Linked DNA regions of Columba livia: region 2 is linked to region 1. The links are chromatin contacts, called in public Hi-C maps. All regions are on one chromosome and are shown on one strand. The core of a region is the stretch at or near the end of the contact, and the rest is flanking DNA. Distances in the headings are between cores, read along the strand shown.

What was found. A called contact is a pair of places that touch in the nucleus more often than the background predicts.
Region 2: a contact with region 1 is called in a Hi-C map of crop, with 4 times the contacts expected there. The contact joins the enhancer-like site here to the promoter of VIPR2 in region 1. A contact is called at or near these places in 2 of 2 Hi-C or Micro-C datasets (crop and liver).

Annotation. Positions count from the first base shown.
Region 1 is chr2:11,407,437-11,410,574 of bColLiv1.pat.W.v2, reverse strand. VIPR2 (vasoactive intestinal peptide receptor 2) reads left to right here and starts at 1,515. Exons shown (of 13, transcript XM_065050482.1): 1 at 1,515-1,809. The coding sequence starts at 1,759.
Region 2 is chr2:11,635,583-11,638,720 of bColLiv1.pat.W.v2, reverse strand. It overlaps ZMYND11 (zinc finger MYND-type containing 11), which reads right to left. Exons shown (of 15, transcript XM_005498561.3): 5 at 2,722-2,799; 6 at 2,261-2,353; 7 at 695-782. Among named protein-coding and RNA genes, the nearest start is that of ZMYND11, 90 kb to the right of the region's middle. Within about 2 kb of position 1,565, at least 1 of the 3 cell types and tissues checked has an H3K27ac peak away from gene starts, as active enhancers do.

The DNA.
Region 1 (3,138 bases), core at 266-2,765:
TTCACTCATGAGGGTGCCTGGGTTTAAAAACTGGTTTCTTAACAGGATGGCAGTCATCACAAAGTGCAAGAAATAACTTCTAATGAGAGAGAAAACAGATATTTCCAAAGCCTTGCAACATCAGATTTGTGTAAAACAGAAGATTAGAGAAATGTTTTTGAGATTGTTATTCTGGAAAAACCTATAGCTCTCGAGAAATTGCTAAGAGCACCCTCAGATTGCTTGTGTCAATAACCAGGACCCAGAAGACGAGCCTTGGACATCAGTCTCAGGAGTCAGGGGGGTTGCACTGTGCAGTTCTCCATTTCCAAGAAGTTTGACCTGAGAGTCTGGTTGGACTCTGGGAATCCCAGAATTAGAGGCACAACCAGGTTCTTCCACAACCCAGCTGTTTCAGAAGTAGGTGCAATTTGGCATTTCGGTCCACCTATCACATACAAATCAAAGTAAATCCAAAAGGATACTGTTTTCTGTTACACTGAAAATATTTTCAATCGTATCCCATCCTACAGGAAGTTTTTCTCTCTCCATTAATGTTTCCCTCTGGTCTCAGTATGTAGGTTTTAACACTGCCCATTATGGTTTGTGGTATTTCTTTTTGATGATACCACAGAGGTTATAATCAAGTCTTTCTTCTCAATATATGTTTTTTTCCAAATCCATCCAGAAAATGAAAATTCTCTTCAGCTTTTTTTTTTGTGGAAGTGTACTTCTTTGCTTATAGCTGATTATTTTGGCTGGCATAAGGCTATTTAGGAGTCCTATGTTGCCCACTCAGTTCCTTTTAACACATACTACTTAAATTACAGCACATATAGGACAGTGGAAAGACAATTCTAATTTATTCTCATCCTCAGCTAAAAGCCAGTATATAATCTCTGTTTTTTCTACAACAAAAGGCATGGGCTAACATAAATGTCAATTATATATTTTATATGCCTTGTGAGGGAAACCCCAAGATCTATGCCTGGTAAACTGCCAGGCAATAATATAGGGTTGCCTTAAACTGTTCATCCTGTACTGAGACCTCAAAAAAAAAAACAGCTTGGAGGGAAGAAAACTTTTGTAATACATTTGCTGATCTGCCCAGGGAGAAGGCTGACCCTGCTAGGGATCACTTCACTTACATCTGTGAGGGAGTTTCTGTCTGTGTCTAGCTTGGGGGAAAAACGTGCTCGATTATCTTAATGGTTTCACGGGCAAAAAGCATCCCGGCATCAGTCCGGGCACCCAGGCCTCTCTGAATGTGTGTGCAGGAGAAGAGGGGACTTATCCAGCACCTGGGGACGGGCCGAGCGGGGTAAACCCTTCCCAAAACCCGGCACCAGCCCGGGATGACGGAGAAGCACCTGAGGATGGCCAAGAGGCGTCCCAGCTGAGGGGAACGTCTCGCACCTCTTATGGAGGGACCAACCGCGGCAGGGAGAGGGAGGAGGAGAAAAGGAAGCGGAGGAGAGGGGCTGAGGAGAAGCGGGAGAGAAAGGAGCCGGGGGCTAGAGGAGGAGCTGAGCGCAGAGAGGCGGCGGGCAGGGAGCTGACGGCCGCCGGAGCGGGAGGCGGCCGGGGGCAGGTGCGGGAGCCGCCTACAGCCGCAGGGCGGCGGCCGCCCGCGGGGCGGGGGGCTCAGCTCGGCTCGGCGCCCCGGCAGCGGCCCCCGGGCCGAATGGTGCCGCGGCGGGACCCGGCTCCTGCTCGCCGCCTTCGGAAGGCGCCCGCGGAGCGGCGCGGGGCAGCGGAGCCCGCCGGCTCTCGGCTGGCATGAAGAACCTGCCGATCCTCCTCCTCTCCGTCTGCTGGAGCTTGGGGCGGGTAAGTCACCCCGCGCTCACCCGCGGCGGAACGGTAAAACTCGCCCCTCCAGATCGCGGACGGGGTGACCCCTGCGGCGGTGCCTGTGCGGTACCCGGCGGGCTGGCGGTTCCCTTACAGCTTCCCCTCTCCCCGAAGCGCAGGGCTCAGCCGCAGCAGGTGCGGAGACTTCGGCCCCGCCGCACTTCGGGAGCGAGTGAGTCCCGCCGGTCGCGCTCATCGGGTGTCCCCGGTAAGCGGGGATGTCGCAGGGAGGGGGCTTCTGCCCCCGGTGGAATTCCCTGCCCATCGGCGCTCTCCGGGGCCGCTCAGGCAGCGGCGGGCCGGTCGGAGGCGCAGGTGGCGGGGCGCTGCCCTGCAGCCCCGGGCACTCCTCGGGGGCCGGGAAGGCTCCGCCCCGGCAGGGCAGCGCGGACCGGGCCCGGTCCCCATGCCGGTCGTCATTCCCGGTCCCCGTTCGCGGCAGAGCGGGGCTGGCACCGTTTGTCGCCGAGTCACTTGTTCCCCGCTGTTTTTCCCGGCAACCGGTGGCCACTAGTTTGCTAAGAGTTTTCACAGAGCGCTGTCCTGGTACCGTCTGGAGGGTCGTTAGCAATCATAATATGGTGATTAAAACCCCGAGTGTTTAATTTGTCGTTAACACGTGCAACCAGGTAACAATGTACAAAGCATTCAGACTATTAAAGACTTCAAATTTAGGGCATCTGCTTTTAACATCTTTATATTTTTAAGCATTTCTTCAGTTGTTTGTCAGAATCTATAATGTCGTTAGAAACGTTATTTATGAAAAAAAAAAAAAAAACACAAAACCCGCCCTCTAAATTTTTCCGTATTTTGTTACCATAAATCTAAAATACTGGATGATGTTTGCCGTAAGTCGGGAAACAATGCTGAGGGTAAACATAAGCTGCTTGTCAGAAGTGTATTTCCAGTCAAACTGCTGTTCTGGATGCCTTAAAAATTGTTAAGTCACTAAAAACACAAGAGTCCTCAGCTGGATTGCCAGCTGTGTACCTTTAAAATGTGCAACACAGCACACGGTTCTGTATTCGGTGGTTACAAAGGATAACCTGACCCTGGTAAAGCAGGGGGATGAGCACCAGCCCTGAAAAGTGGTGAGTGCCCTCAAAATCCATTTTGGGGTTCTTGATGTGTTTTGGGATGTGGTCAGTGCCACGTAGTCTTGAACTGTGAATCTCTTTAACTCAGTGAAGTACATCTGAATAAAACTGATGTATATATTAGGACATAGTATATTACAGTTTGGTATGCAGCCCAGGTTTGAAAAAGTAATGTTGTGTTAGCTTTTGCTACTAACAAATTTATGTT
Region 2 (3,138 bases), core at 316-2,815, 230 kb before region 1:
TTCTGATGCTGCAAATAGATTGGTCCCAGTCTCCTCCCAGTCTCCCTGATGTGAACCATGTCTGCGGGGAGAACCACGTCCTTCCTCAGAGGATGGCTCTGCAGCACCTGGCTATGGCTTCTGGACATGGTGGTGGTGTTTTTCCATTTCCAATCAGACTGTCCCGCCATATCAAACACTCACTTTTTACTTCCCCAGTGGCTGGCAGCTTGTCTGATGTCTGTACCTCCACACACTGCACCACCAGGACACTCCTAGTGTGGATGTAGCTGGACTTGCTGTCACAATATGGCTGATACAGCCCACGAGTGAAAAATATGTGTCTATAATACGTATATTTCTGCTGACAAAGCACATCAGAGATCAGACCTCTTTCCACCCTAGAACATCACATGTATACTGGCAGAAATCTGCAGTATATCTGACTTATGACTTAGGGTGCAGAAAAAACAGGATAGCAAAGGTACCAAATCCCATTAACAGGTTCAGTCAGAGAATATGAAAATGGTTACGTAGTAGGTGGTCCAGAAAAGACCCTGCAAAGTCCTCTCACAGCTTACTTTGATTTTTAAGGGCTCTCAAATGACCTCATCCACATTTAAGATTATCTAATACCACATTCAATCCTGAAGCAGTGAGTCTCCTACAGGTAAAGATAAACCAAATAAAGCAAGCAGTAAACGTAGTACTTTACCTCCATAGAAAATCACTGTGTTGTGTAGGAGCAGCTGAGCATCTGCTTTGAACTCCTCATAACTCCTGTACTTTCCTTCATTTACTTTCTACACAAAAGAAAACACAGGACTGTGAAAAAACTGCTAAAAGTGCTGTAGCTGTGCTATGCAGAGCAGCTGCCACAGAAATGTGCATTATGCAACACAGACCAATGCTGCCTTCCCTGCATACAGAAGGAATACTTACAACTCTGACACGGTTTGTTAGTACCTGAACACTGGCTGCATTGGTCCCTTTATGCAATGCCCAGAAGTAAAACAGGTGCTTTAATACTCGACTACGTTTGAAAAGAAAAATCTCTTGGTTATAACACCATAAATCTGGGGTAGCTGCATCATAAGGTGTGGCCCAGAACACTTGTTGAAATTAAAATGCACTCCCTGAGGTGAAAATTTTGTACCTTAAAACACCAGCTAGTTCCAAATGAATGTTGACTGCCTTTACACTTCCAGGATCTTCACTTGACAGTGCGTGTTTCCTGATGAAGGCTGATTGTCTTAAGTCTTTGAAACTCCTAACAAATGCCTACACGGAGCCACACAGCTCATTTAATTAATACCTACTATGGTCTTTTGTCTGATAAAGAATGTGGCATTTTCAGCTCAGCTCTGTCAAGAACACCTATGAGAACTCCAATCATCAAACAAATCATGAAGCTACTGGGATGTTATCAAGGCCAAAAGACCTTCTGTGGAAGCTGGTGAAGGTGACAGAGTGAAAGGAAGGCCTGACCTATTTTCAGGCTCAACCATTGTTATCAGTACTTCAAGCCAGCCAGTAGTGCTGGTCTCCAAAACTGCCAGTGAAGCTCTTGTTTATCCATCTGTTTCAGTAACAACAATAAAACAAAGGCTTTTCACACCTATGGCTGTAAAGGGCAATGTATATTACAGCATTGCACAGCAATCCAGTTGCAGCAATGAATACAGATTAATATGCTGTTCATTTAGGTCATGTGCAGTTGATTTACATGAGTCATGGTCAGACTTTGGTTCAGGAAAAAAGGACAACATATTTACTAGTACTTTATTTTTGGAACAATTAATGCAAAACAGATGTTTTAAGTGAGTCTGTTTTTTCATGATCAACAGAACAATTGGTTCTTTATGAATCATTTAGATGTTTATCAAGTTGCCGCCTACACAAAGCCTTAATGACTCAAATTGGAATATGATCAAAAACACTGGGCCAGATATGCACACATGGGCCCTCAAGTCCACATTCAATGACTTAGATTAAAGGGTACTTTCTCTGAGGATTTCAGCTACCTACAGCTCCCACTAAAACCTTTATACAAAAGGAATTGAGGATATTGTGTCTGAAAACTAGGCACCACTCAGAATGGTTTCATTTGGTTACCCATTTATGAGGAAGAGTTTGACTTTTAAGCTCCCATTTCCAACACTGGACACAATACTGAACTACTGATCATATGGAGAATTAAACAGGATTAGTGCTTAAGGTTTATCTTCACTGTTAAAAGACACCATAAACAGTATGGAATTTAGAAAGCAAGTCACTCTACCTCCTGTATAGTAGGAACATCAACTGCTGAGTGCACCAGCCTTCTATACATTGGGTGTTTGTTGTCCTTCCCTTTCTTGTTTAGATCTATAGCCTGAAAGGACCATGAGACTGTGTAAGTTATTGCATTTAGACTCTGCTTAAAACACAACAAAGATTCAAAAAATGAAATAGTTTGGAATATTTCAGATGGGAAATACACAAGGCCAAAGTGTAGATCCACAATCAGACAGATTACACGTGTCTCAAACCTGAAAAATGTCCATTTCAGAGGAGCCACAGGCCCATGGCATAAACTGCTGCTGCCAGAATGGTACTAATTCGAGCAATGAGACATGGTTAAGCGTATGTTCAAATACACATACCGCTCATGACAGCGGAAATAAAATGCCGCCCTCCTCCCCCCTCCATCCTCTGCAGTGCAACCCAACACTTGGATAAACTGCCCCATTTCAGACTCACCCGCTCCTTCATACGAGACACTATGAATCGCAGGTATGTGCTCATCTCTTGTTTACTTGTGTTTTTCTTCTTGATACTCTGCCAAAGAAAAACAGGATCATATTATTATTTTAAACTCGACTTGAAAATTCATCCAATAAAAATTTTCTCTGCATCACGTTATTTTAAAAGGTAACTTTGCATCACATATCACACAATTTTTTAGGGAAACTATTTCCTGAGAAATTAGTAACACTAACACATCACAACAACTGTATTGGTTGCTTTGAATTATATCTGGGCTGAGGACTTCAGCTACAGAAGAATTACTGGTTTTATTTCCACTTGTATGCATAATACTTTGTCAAAACCTCTCATGAAAAAAGTGTCTAATTAGAATAAAGCAATAAAGAAAGGCATTTTAGGGAGCAGTTTAAA